Linked DNA regions of Lactuca sativa: region 2 is linked to region 1. A link is a contact called in public Hi-C data. All regions are on one chromosome and are shown on one strand. The core of a region is the stretch at or near the end of the contact, and the rest is flanking DNA. Distances in the headings are between cores, read along the strand shown.

The links. A called contact is a pair of places that touch in the nucleus more often than the background predicts.
Region 2: a contact with region 1 is called in a Hi-C map of leaf, with 7 times the contacts expected there. The contact joins the promoter of LOC111883925 here to the promoter of LOC111883868 in region 1. A contact is called at or near these places in 3 of 4 Hi-C or Micro-C datasets (leaf and seed).

What each region holds. Positions count from the first base shown.
Region 1 is chr7:58,006,229-58,013,039 of Lsat_Salinas_v11, reverse strand. LOC111883868 (protein phosphatase 2C 56) reads left to right here and starts at 4,115. Exons shown (of 4, transcript XM_052765738.1): 1 at 4,115-4,685; 2 at 6,443-6,730. The coding sequence starts at 4,245.
Region 2 is chr7:58,359,219-58,365,662 of Lsat_Salinas_v11, reverse strand. It overlaps LOC111883925, which reads right to left and starts at 3,041. Exons shown (of 2, transcript XM_042896581.2): 1 at 2,752-3,041; 2 at 1,187-1,864. The coding sequence starts at 1,853. The coding sequence ends at 1,356. LOC111883792 reads left to right here and starts at 5,221. Exons shown (of 9, transcript XM_023880108.1): 1 at 5,221-5,231; 2 at 5,308-5,323; 3 at 5,457-5,498; 4 at 6,245-6,251; 5 at 6,333-6,444. The coding sequence starts at 5,221.

The sequences.
Region 1 (6,811 bases), core at 2,866-5,365:
CCATATTGACTCCTTTGGGGAGTTTACGACCCAAAGACCCTATTCCCTTGGAGTTTATGGCCGTAAACTCCCTTGGGAGGGTTCTTATGGTGCTTTCAAGTCTCAAACATTTCTAGGAACAAATCTAGAACTTAGTACTTGGCTTTAGGAGGGTTTATGGCACCAATTTGTACCATTTTATGGAGTTTACGGCCATGGAACCTTTTGGGCCGTAAACTCCCTCACTATTGGTGTTCTAAGTATTTTAACTAGTCCAAAACTCATCTAGGTACTTGCCCAAATAGTCTCTTGGCTTAAGGAAAGATTTAGGGTGTCCTTTGACCCCTTTAAAGGAGTTTACGGCCCAAGAAATACTCTTGGTCGTAAACTCTTCCACACTTGTGTTTCCATGAGTTTTCTAGGTTCTAATCACTTAGGAGTACATGCCAAAAATAAATTCTAAGTCTTAGGGAAAGTTTGAAGGCATTTTGGCACCTAAAACATGGAGTTTACGGCCTAAGGAGCTTCTTGGCCGTAAACTCCCTTCTAGCCATGATTTCTAATGGTTTTGTTGGTATAAAGCATGAGTTTAAGGCTTCTAGTTCGAGTTCTAAAGATTTGAGGGTCATTTGAACCCTTAAGGACCTTAAAATGGAGTTTACTCCCCAAGAACGTTCTTGGGCGGTAAACTCCCGGATCTCACTTATTAGGCAAGCAATCTATGTTATTAAGCTTAAAACAAGTAGTATAAAACAACTAGAGAAGTATACTCACAATCTGGGATAAAAACCCGAAGATCTGTGAGAGGAAATTTGGCTTTTCTCTAATTGGAATTCAACTAATGAACCATTTTGGTTCAGAATTCTATGTATAGTTCTGAAATTTTTGGCAGAAAATATTTCTATTCTCGGAATGGATTCTAATGACCTAGAGAAACGGAATTACAGTGTTGCACAAAATCCTAGTGCCTCCACTCTCCTAATATCTCTATGGGTGTAAAACCCTGGAAACTGCTAAACTTTTACTCGAAGTCTGAATTTTCACTGTAACTGCTCTACTTCTATTGGATTGAAATGGTTTGATTAGAATGGAAATTTCGGGTTGTCACAACCACAGACAACCTAATTTGAAAAGATTGGACATCACACAAAAGAGTGTGCTCAAAATAAAATAAAACTTAGCTTGATTTGTAAATTCGTTGAATGAAACCCACACCAAATATAAGTAGCCGTGAAGAGAACACAACGCCAAGGCCACACTAAGAAGAAATGAAACTAGACTCATACCACTCCATCACATCTATTTATGGAAACAATATCAAGACTTTTCAAAGCAAGAAAGGGAGAAAATTATCATGCACCCAGTACCAATTCCTAATAGGCATCCTAGAGCCCTGTAAAGGCTCAACTTCCAAATTGGGCCCAAAATCATCATGCACCCAATACCAAGAAAGACCATAGTCTACCCATGGCCCAAAGTCAGAAGTCCAATGGCCCAATAAAGATCACACCCTAAAAGCCTAAAATATGGCTCAAATCCGAGAAAGTCAACCCAAAAGTCAAACAGCTGAGTGTGCTAGGCGTACTTAGACTTACGCTTGGCGTACTCCATCCGGGGCCAGTACGCTCAACGTACGAGCAGAGTACGCCCCCATACTCGACAGACAGCCAACCCAACTCATTAAGCACTTATTTGGTTAAGCCAACATGCCATATTCTCATATCTGATTCTAGAAAGTGACTTAACACATAAATTTGTCAACTTTACACCCATACATGACTTACTAAGGCCCAGAAATAAAAAAGAATCTTAAAAAGATTATTAACACTTGCATGGACCCCTATCTCTCATAAAGATTACATTTTATGGATAAGGGACCTCAATGGGGCTAAGATCTAATATCCATGGCTTCTGAAGTAGATCATCAACTCAACTTTAGCTCAAAAGACCCAAAAATGCATAAATAACACCCTAAGTTGGGTCTAACACATAAAATCATCAAGATGAGATATATATTTTTTTTTACCTCAAACGGCTTGCTAAGGTGAAGATAACCCTGGATCTACAAGAACAAGCTACTCCCAAGCAACCTCCAAGTGTTCCTCTTCTTCTTCTTCACCACAAAACACCAATAAACACACTTTCAAGTTCAAATATCACCAAAGACAATTAGGATTTCAATATTAGGGCATAGGTTGATGGAGGTTGATCAATAGAATGTCCAAGGGTGGTATAAGTTGCTTAAATAGGGTGCAAACCCTAAAAATTAGGGTTTACCCCTGCACCACGTATGCCATACATACTCCAAGTATGCCCCATGTACGTGGGTGAATCCCGTGTCTAGAAAAGAGCCAGTACGTTAAGCATACTTAGAGTACTCCCCACGTACTAGCTAGGGACTAAAATCCGATGAATTTTGCATTAAGGGGCTACAAGAAACATACCAAATTCTCGAGTGTTACACCAAAAATGTTTGGTTAACAATTGAAGTTTATAAAACAAATTAAATCAAATATAAAAAAGGGTATATTACACGAATCGTCCATCAAGTATGTGCCAAAAGACACGTTTAGTCATTATTTTTAAAAATTAACTTAAACCGTCCCTCATTCTGCCCTTATTAATTTCTTTTTCATTTTCAGTTATTTCTTTTATCCTTTTCAGAATAAAAAAATTAAATAAATAGCCCCTTCCATTTCCCTAACTCATACCTTCATCCCTTTTTTCTTACCCACTCCTGTCACCGGCGCCCCATCATCAATATCATTTCGAAGCCTTCAAACTTGAAACAAGATTCAACCAAAGTGACCATCTTCTCTAGAGATTACCCACCCCATGAAACCACGTGTTCATCACCATCGCTCCGCAACCATCAGTGTTTGAAGGTGAGGGTGTGTTCAATTGAGGACAAGATACCTGTGTGATTTCTCAATTAAGGAAAGAAAAAAAAGGAAAGAAGTTGTGATTTAGGTGGTTGTGGACCCTGTGGTTTGTCGATCGAATTGAGAAGAAGGAAGAAGGATCCTCCATCATCATGACTGTTGGGTAGTCGAATCTCCGACATCTATTTCCTCATCTGTCTAATACTCCCTCTGATGACTATAAAAGAATACTTTGATTCTCTCATCTTTTTCTCTTTCAAGCATTTTCTTGTCGTTTGTGTATGAGATTGACGTTGTGTGTGCGAATCTGTTAGGTTACCACCACCATGTTCTTCGTCATTTTGCATCTGGGTATACTTTTGGTGTGTAGCTTAAAATTTGGTGTTACGATTCCCTTTTATGATCTAAGTTTTTGCACTAAACTTAGGTTTTGGCTTCGATTTCTGGATATTCATTTCATATTCATTTTGGTTTTAGATGGTTTCATTTGATTTGTTGTGGTAGGGGTAGACCAGAGCTTCTGGATCATGGAATACATTTTGGTTTTAGATAATATCATTCATCCATGTCTTGGTTGTATTATTAATGCTAAAAAGCTAGTCTAGTCTACCCCCTTTGTCTCTGGGATATATTTGTTTGTTTGTTTTTTTAAAACTTAAAAAGATCTACCATGTATTTCACATTGGTATCACACGATTTTATCAACGTTTATATCTTTTGAAGTCTCTCCTCTCTTTATAATGACTTATTTTCAGAGTAACTCAGAGATTCCACATATATCTTACGTAGCATCAGACCTGTTTGTCTACACCCTCATGATTTAAAATATCTATTGTATATCATTATCAAACCTTCATCTCTGACAACGAATGTTAGTATGCTAGCATATCTCATATCGATATCATACAATCCTTTAAGCGTCTATATTTAGTGAAGTCACTCTCTCTATATCGACTCATTTGAAAAATAAAACCAAAAACTGACTATTATATGATTATTAATAGTAACTCATAAGATTAAATCCTAGCCTCTTACAGATTTATTTCCATTTCTATTTATTTTTCTTTCATTCTGAAACGTACTCCATTTTTTTTAACAAATAAATAATTTGATAAAGAAACAATTACACGTGTTATTGTATTTAATGATGTGGGGAAATATCGGGGGTAGTTTATGTAATTAATCATTATTAAGGTTAAATATAGGACCAGTCCATATGTGTTTACTTGTGTATGGGTGACAATTGCGTGTAGCGTCGCCTCATGTCCCCTTCATACGTGTCATCATCTCAGTCCCCCTTTCTCCTTCATTTTATTTCACACAATCATCATTCTCCATTAACACACACATTTCCACATTACTACTGTGTGTGTGTTTTCAACAATGCTCATGGATTCCGAAGACGGAGACGCTAACCACGTTGACTCGTTTGAGATTTCGTCAGCGAGTTCAACGGTTTCATCGTTATTTAGCAGCAGCGACGTCGACGTTTCCAGCAATCTCTCCATAACCAGCAGCTCCTCCGGCGAGATTTTAGCTGCGGCGGTGGTGCCGCTTACGTTGACCGTGGAACGGGAAGGTGAGGAAGGACGAGTAGCTAGGAAGTTGAAGAAGTGCGTTGGGAGGAATAAGGGAGTCGCGTGGGGGTTTAGGTCCGTAATCGGACGGCGGAAGGAGATGGAGGATGCGGTTGCGGTGGTGCCGGGATTCATGTCGCATACGTGCGATCGCGTCGGAGGATGTACGAATCCTGGTTCTGGAAACTCCGTCGAGATCTCTCCGATTCATTTCTTCGGCGTTTACGATGGCCATGGTGGATCACAAGTAAGCTAGCTAGCTTCTTAAATCCTTTCGCAAATTTTCAGTTTCAGATTCAAATTTTACTAAAAATTCATACACATTTGGTCAAAATCAAACCGAGTTTGTTATTCATTGGATTTATAAGTCCTGTGTGCATCATTTCATTATGTTCGTTTCATTTTCATTCATAATCGCACAATGGAATTGATCTCGATCTCCTGTGTGAATCACTGCATATAAAATGATAATTTTTTTCTCCATTTGTTGAAGATATTCTTCAACAGACGAGTCTTGATTATTATTAAAATTTGAAGATAACGAAAATCCCAAAATTTAATATCGTTGACCATAAACTCTTGCAATATTTCATGAGCATTAACTCACTATCCATAGTCTCTTATCAATATTTTCCTTTATATACCACAATTTTTTAAAACTTTATAAAATATAATTTTTTTAGTATACTGAAAAAAACTGTTTTTTTTTTATTAAGAAAGATGATTCTTATACAACAATCCAGAAACACAAAATTTTAATTATAAAGAAAATTATTATGTAATATAACTTTTATTTATTAACATATTACATTTATTTGACAGAAATCAACATCTAACCCAACAATTTCATTTTTATGATCTAGGAATATGTTAGTTAATGTAACAAATATTTATTTATGGCTATTTTTAACATAAACACGTAATCAGAAAAATAAATGAAAAGGAAAAGTAACTAATAAATTATGCCAGCTTTTATGAATGTAAATACAATATAGTTGATTCTGACTTGCATGACACGTAGCGTGTCGGGAGTGGTTATTGTGAATTGCATTTATCATTTTTTTTTGTCTTTAGCACACGTGTTTGGTGTTTCCCTTCCAAGAGACTTTAATAATTAAAAAAAAATTGAAAAAGAACACGACTTTCTAATTCAACATTTTACTTTTTAAATTATTTTTCATTAAGTAACATGATAAACTATTTAATTAAATTGAAAACAAGAGTCTTGTTTTTTAACAGTCTAAAATAAAGTCTTTTTCTATTTTTCACATAATAATTACTTTCTTGTTCTTCTTATTATATAGTTAAGCACAAATCTTGTAGCTTGCTAAGATGACATATATAGTTATCTATTTTTTGGGTTATAAGGCTTGAACAAAAAAAAAAGTAATACTTTTTGCATGTTGTCATATTTAAAAGAACCGAATGTTTTTATTATTTTTTGTTATCTTATGAGTTGGAAAGTATGAGAAAAAAACAAGCCGATAATCATACAAAAATAACTCATATTAATATATTTAAGATTAAAAGTTATTTTAATCGGAAAGAACAATAAAGAAATCCTAACGTATCTGCTTTAGAAAAATCTTGAGAAGATTTGGCTTGAGCGAGTCAAATAATTCATAAACACTCATTTGACTTTTAAACCATTTCTACGTGACACATAACATTATTTTTTTTGTATTAAAATGGAGTAGATTTGGTTTAGATAGTGATTAATATCTAATTCTTCGACTACTTTTACAACATATTTTCCACCTAAAAATATTCCACCTATTTTCCCTCTTTTAACTTATAGATTTTCAAAAGTAGCAGAATATTCAATAGCTTTTAACAAATTTGTCTTAATATTTATTAGGGTAACTTAATAAATAATAAATAATAATATAACATTAAACAACTATAACCAAATTATTTTTTTCTATATAAATACTTCGAAGTTAGTTATTATTCTAAATTTATATAACTAAAACATTTTATTTATTTATTTGTTTTAATTACCAGGTGGCGAAATTCTGTGCAGAGCGAATGCATGAAGTGATAGCAGAAGAGTGGGATCAAGAAGCATCTAACGGTTGTAAATGGAAACAAAGATGGGAGTCAGTGATGTCCAGTAGCTTTGAAAGAGCCGACAATGAAGTCTTATCAGAGGCCGCAGCTCCTGAAATCGTCGGATCCACCGCAGTTGCGGTGGTGTTATCCGGTTGCCAAATCATCGTATCCAACTGCGGTGATTCCCGAGCAGTACTTTTCCGAGGCACGGAATCCATCCCTTTAACAGTTGATCAAAAGGTCTCAAAGATTCCCAACAACTTGTGCAATGAAAAACAATAGAGAAAATTCACCTTTTCTTTTGCAAATCTCAACACGATT
Region 2 (6,444 bases), core at 1,792-4,291, 350 kb before region 1:
TTAAACTATAATTTATTAGTAATTGGGGATGTTTGACTTATCTTTTGAGAGACCAAAAGGACTTTTAGAAAAAGATAGAAGGGAAAAAATGTTTGGTAAAAGTATTTTAAAAGCAACTTTTGAGATTTTGTTTGAAAAAGTCAGAAAATTCTGGCTTTTTGTAACTTTTCCCAAAAGTTCTTTTTGCCTTCTGAAAAGATAAGTCAAACGCCCACTTGAAATTGAAATTTGAAGTTTGAAATTTGAAATTAATATAGTCATTATGATATATTTAATTTATGAAAACTAAATTAATGATATATTAGAAAATAAAAAATAAAGTAATGACATATAAAAAAAAATTAATTCAAAATAACCACAAAATAACATTCAACAAATTAAATAAGAATGTGATAGATGGAAAAAAAAATATTTAATAGAATAGATTTCAATAAGTTTCTTAGGTTATATTTCTCTCAGTTTCAAATCTTGGGTAGTAGTACTCACATGTCTTTTGCTGGGTTTTGCATGGGTCTGGGTCAATAAAGTTATGTCCAAAATGGGTCGGGGCGGGTTGCAATGTCTAACACATTTATGTCCATATTTTAATACCGGCTTCGTCCTAAAATTATTATCCACAAACAAATTAAGGAAACATTAATTATCATTAATTTTATTAAATGAAATGACAGTTATATCCTTTTGTTGTATTTAATTCTATGGTAGTTTAACTAATAATGAGGTATATTTTGGTAAAATGTATATTTATTTTTAAAAATAACTATTATTTTATGACAAACCAAAAAAAACATGAACTATTAATATAAGATGGAGGGAGTAGTTTTATAAATAATTAATGATATTAATATGATCAGAGAAACCATTTTATCAAAACAATAACCTCTTTCCTTTTTAATTAAGTAGGAGACATTGTTTTTTTTTTTTTTTTAATTCAGATACAACTTTTTTTTAAAATAATTTTTTTAGGAACTGAATAATTAGAAGACAAAAATTAAGAAACGTTTTTGCCAAAAATTAAAGGCTACCAAACAGCCCTGTAAAAATATTGTAATAAACTAATAACGCTAATAAACTACATAAACACACTAATACTTCTTAAAACCAAACAAGATTTCTTAAAAACGAAACCTAAAACCTTTCGATTTTTCAATACTAAAACACCCAAAACTTTATCATAATCTCCCCATTACGCTACAAATCAGGCTCGTTATTCCATCAACATTTCATTCATTTCAATACCTTTTTACTTTGTATTCATCTAAACGAAAACCAGTAAAATCAGTAGCATCTACTTTTTTTACCTGTACAAAAAGAAAAAAAAAACAAAAAACCAAACCTACAAACAATGCCACCTGTCAAGACTCTTGTAACGTGACATTGCTTTCATTTTCGTGGCCCACACCAATCACACTTTGAATCCCGACAAACTTGTCACGAATATGTTGTGGCATCCCGTTTTCATCCGGATAACTAATGTTTGACTTTGCCACGGTCAACACAAGGGCATTATCGTCATTTCCCTCTTTTACGGATCCCGCCTTGCTCCGAAACTCTACTTCCTCGATCCCTTTCGAATACCGGGCAGCAATCTCGCCTTCTTCACCGGGGTTTGTTACGTCTTCTAGAGTCAAAGCTGAGAGAGAGACAGGGGTTGACTTTGATATTCCGAAACTACCCTTTCGGCCCAAGAAGTTGGAAACATGGTCGTTGCTGACGTGGCGCCCGCGTGGCATGATGTCGTTGTTGGGTTGTCGGATTTGGTATAGTACCCAAAGGCTGAAGGCTGCAAACAATGCGAATTGAAGCACGTATTTGAGCACAAGTCCACGAGGGCGATTGCTTCGTGGAGTCATCGCCAAAATGTCTATAATACCCTTCAATAATGACAAAAATAAGAGAACATTATTCATGGAAACCAATTATAATTAATATTTTGGAGCTATGTATATGTCCAAATAGGTCATTTTACCTACAAAAATGAAAATGGATGCATCTTTAACATTGCTAACACTCGATATGAAATCAAGCATGGTTTATCACATTTGAGAAGAAGGAAATAAAATGAGTAAATGACAAAAGTAGCCCTCCAAACGTTGTTGATGGAAAAAAAATGATGCAATGAAAGTGAATTATAAGAGATGAAATGAAATTGCAAATAAAGGGGTTCAAGATTTGTTGTTAATGCACATTTCATTTAATCTTGGATTTTTTTCATCAAAATTGTATTCCCCCTTTTTACTCATAACCAAATTTTGTTTCTGAAAAAGCGTACATGGAACCATTAACTCATAAAACCACCATTTTCACAGCATAAATCACTTTCTTTATTCATTGTTCTTATTTCATTAATCCATCGAGGTGTTTTTACAAGAAATGAAACCAAAAAAACGAAGATAACCCATATAATATGCATACATGCTTGTACATATACACACACATGCAAGTAAATGAACAACAAACTGATGCAAGAAGCTAAAAGATCATCACAAAAACCTTCATCAAGCATAGGGTATTAAGAATTGAATCAGATTTGTATAAAGTTTCAATTCAGCCTCGATTTCTATAGAACTTTCCAAGGAATTAAACCAAAACCCTAGACAGAGTATACGCCGATACAGTAAAACCCCGAAATGAAAACCAGAAACAACACATACCCAGTAATATTCGAACAAAACCCAGCATAGCGATCACAGAATCTTGAAAACTAGACGCTAAAAGTATTAAAAAGCTGAAGATTGAAAGAAACTTTACCTTTGGACTACGAATCGAATCGAATATGATCAGACGGTTGCTTCTGAAACCAGAGGTTCTTCTCCCAAAACCCTAACGAAATTCAATCAAGAATACTTGGTATCGATTATCAAATCTTTTGGGAAATTGGTGTTCTCGATTCCTTCCCTTTCTTTTTCTTTCGTTTTGAATTGAGAGTGAACTTTTTTGAGATTGACACTTAAAAGAAAATGATGGAGGCGTGAAGGAAAGGAAAAAATGGTGGAGAAGTCAGCGGTTAGGCAGTTGTTACTGAAAGTACGAAACTACCCCTACGAGGATTTTGGATTATGAAGAATTCAGGTGCAAAGATTTAAAGATGTAGAGGGTGAAATGGGAAATGTATGAAACGACGTGACTGAATTGTGCCGGCGGTGATGGCTAAAAAGAGGGTCATGGACGTTGACTTTTTAAGCAAGTAGGCAAATTTTGACTAAATAATAAATACATAAAATTGGAAGTTGAATTTTAATATTTTTATAATATATAGAAATATATTTTTATTAATATATTGTTTTAATATAATTATTTTGCATTAAATATTTTGATTAGAATTGAGTAGAAAATAATTTAGCTAAAACAGTATAGAAAGATAATTATCCACCATCTTTTTTTTTTTTATTAAATTATAAGCATAACGTAGATAAATGTTACTTTAAGTATAGAGTGACCAAAATATCTTATCAAAACAATTAGAAAGGATGAAATGTGTTTCATTAAAAAAAAAGTTTTCTTATGATTTGACATGAACATAAACTACGACAATAAAAATAGAAACAATAAAAACGTGATTACAACAATAATCGTTGCAATACTTAGAAAACCGAATTAAATGTTTGAGCTTTATTGAATAATTAATTCTGTTTTAATATAATTAAGAATTTGTAATTAGTAAATAGGGTATTTTAAGTTATGTTTCAAAAATCGTTTTTTAATTGAACTGGTATGGTGACCGATTTCCGGTTTAACCAGGTCGACATGATAATACAATATATGTGTATATATTATATTCTCAAAGATATTGATTCATGACACGCGCTGATAGAGGACACGCATTTGCGTGTGCCCTAAAAAATATTGTCAGTTTCGCAAAATTTGAAGGATAGAGGACACACATTTGTGCGTGCCCTAAAATTAGCGTCCAATAAAAAAATTACAAACACGAAAGGCGCTTTTATTTTAAGTATGTGTCGTCTACAGATGTCGCTTTATAATTTTTAATCAAGCGCGCGTTTCTTATTACACTATTAATTTTTTGGGTTTTTTTGAAGTACATCCAAACACTTACTCACACGTTACGTGCTCTCTATAATCGATTCGTTGCCGACAACCTCAGGCTCACTTCTTCTCCTTCTTCGACAATCTTAAGTAAATAGAGAACATTTCAGAGCTTATCATCAGAATAGGAAAGTAGGGAGAAGGAGGGGAACAGAAAAGTACAAAATCCACTCTCTTCTCGCCCCTCTTGTCTCTCTATTTTGTTCTCTTATATCTCCTTTCAATCCATGTCTCTGTCTCCACGTTCCTCATCCACATCCACCGCCTCCAACCCTCACTGCCAGAGCCGACAAAGAAGATGAAGAAATGCATTTCCTAGCTTCTATCCATTTGAGTGTGAGTTGAGAAAGGCATAAACTAGGGCAGATGAAACGCACTGGGTTCTAATGAGATGCATGGATAGATTGAGAAGGTAGTCACATTGGGGTATTACTACCATGAACCAGATTGATTTGCCACAACATCCCAAAATTCTCATGTAAGAGAATCGATGAACTAGGGTTTCTCGTTCACAAAATCTCACCTCACGCTCTTATAGTTCTGTGTTTTTTGTGACTCGTCTCAAGGAGGCTCTTTTGCTAGTAATGATGATGTCTTTCAGTTGATGCATATTAATGCTTATTTGAAGAGTAGAAGTGTACACTTCTACTCTTCAATTTCATCATCAATTACTATTCTATTTCTACACGTCTACTCTTCAATTGCATGTTTTTTTTTGTTAGTTGTAACTAATTCTTGCTTCAGAAATTTTGAAGTACTCTCAAGGTTTGTCTAATTTGACTTTTTTACATCTTGTATACAGAGATTTGTGAAAGTTTATCTATCCAGTAATGGGAAAGAAAAGCAATAGATGATGTTGGAGTCAACTTTTCACCAATCGTCTCATCTTTCACTGCGTTCCTCATGTTGTACACATAATTCTCCAAAGCATTCTTCGCCTCCAAATTCTTCTTGTGCTCCTCTTCTTTAGACTCATACTTATCAACTTCTTGAACCATCTTCTCAATATCCTCCTTTGAAAGTATCCCCTAGCGACAATCCCTCATAGATCTTCACCTTGAAATTTTGTTTAATCAGTTTTAAAATCACATGATTTGGGTTCTAACAGGTAGGGTTATCAAACTCTAACAGATCCAATATCACGTGAGAACTTTGAAAAATATGGTCATCCTGATGGCAGACAGGTACCTTATCTTCCTTGTTTCCCGTTCTTAAAAATACCAAATTACCCTTGTAATTTAAATGTTGATTTTGGATTAGGTTTCTTGGAAAATTGGTATTTATTGGTTCCTATGTTATTTAAATCCTTATTGTTTTCCTTGTTGAAGCACAAATTACTTACTTGCTACTATATATTTGGAATATACTTGGTTGGTTTTTTGATGCTTTTGTGGTTTGCACTGTGACAGGTATACATTGATGAGTATAACAATGTTTGCAGTCAACTCAATGTAATTAATAGAAAGCAGCCTGGAAGGTAAAAATCTATTAATTACCCACCTAACTCGTTGGACTAGTGCATCTATAGGAATCAACTAAGCTTAATGAATAGAAAAATACACAAGAAAGTTAAGAAATTGTTGTTTTATTACATAAGAAATGGTACATTGATGTCACATCTATTTTGAACCAATATCAAATAAATTGACATCTTTAATTAGTTACAGACTGGTCTTTAAAAGTTATTCTATAAACCTAAACAAAATACCAACTATATATGCTTTCATATTTACATCAAATCAAGATCAGTGTGTGTGTTGTGTACACTTCTTTGCTTACACTAAAAGTTTTCTTATACCAAAAAATCAGATAACAATTGGGGTTCTTCACCAACCTATATTGGTCTGCCATATCTATATACCTATGTGTTGGAGACCTGTTGACTTCTATTTCACTGAAAAAGTCAAGATTTTGACTTAAATCTTGACCCAGATCCACTTCTTTCTCTTTATCTTCCTACATATAGTAATAATTAAGTGCATGCACTATTTACGTACAGACGGAGTTAATTCATGAGCGGCCATCAAAACGTTGTGAAAGCATATATGCAAAGTGTTTCAGTTTGGACTCTTTTTGTATTTAATTTTTGGGTCAGATAGACTTTCCGGGTTAAAAGAGTAAATTTACAACTAACTAAGGGTAAATTAGTAATTTATTGTGAATACTGGTTAATTTACTGTGAATATTGGTTATATAGGTGCCTAGTACTTAACCTTTCTATATATATCATTTTGCTAGTCAAAAGTCACATACATTATTGTTACTGTTTCTTTATTCTTGTGTAGAGTCTGAAACAGGGAACATTTTGTCAGAGATAATCAAGTCTAAGTTCAATCATTTTATAACAAACAAGATTCAAGTTGATCAGAGTGACACCAATGTCGTAAATATGCCTGT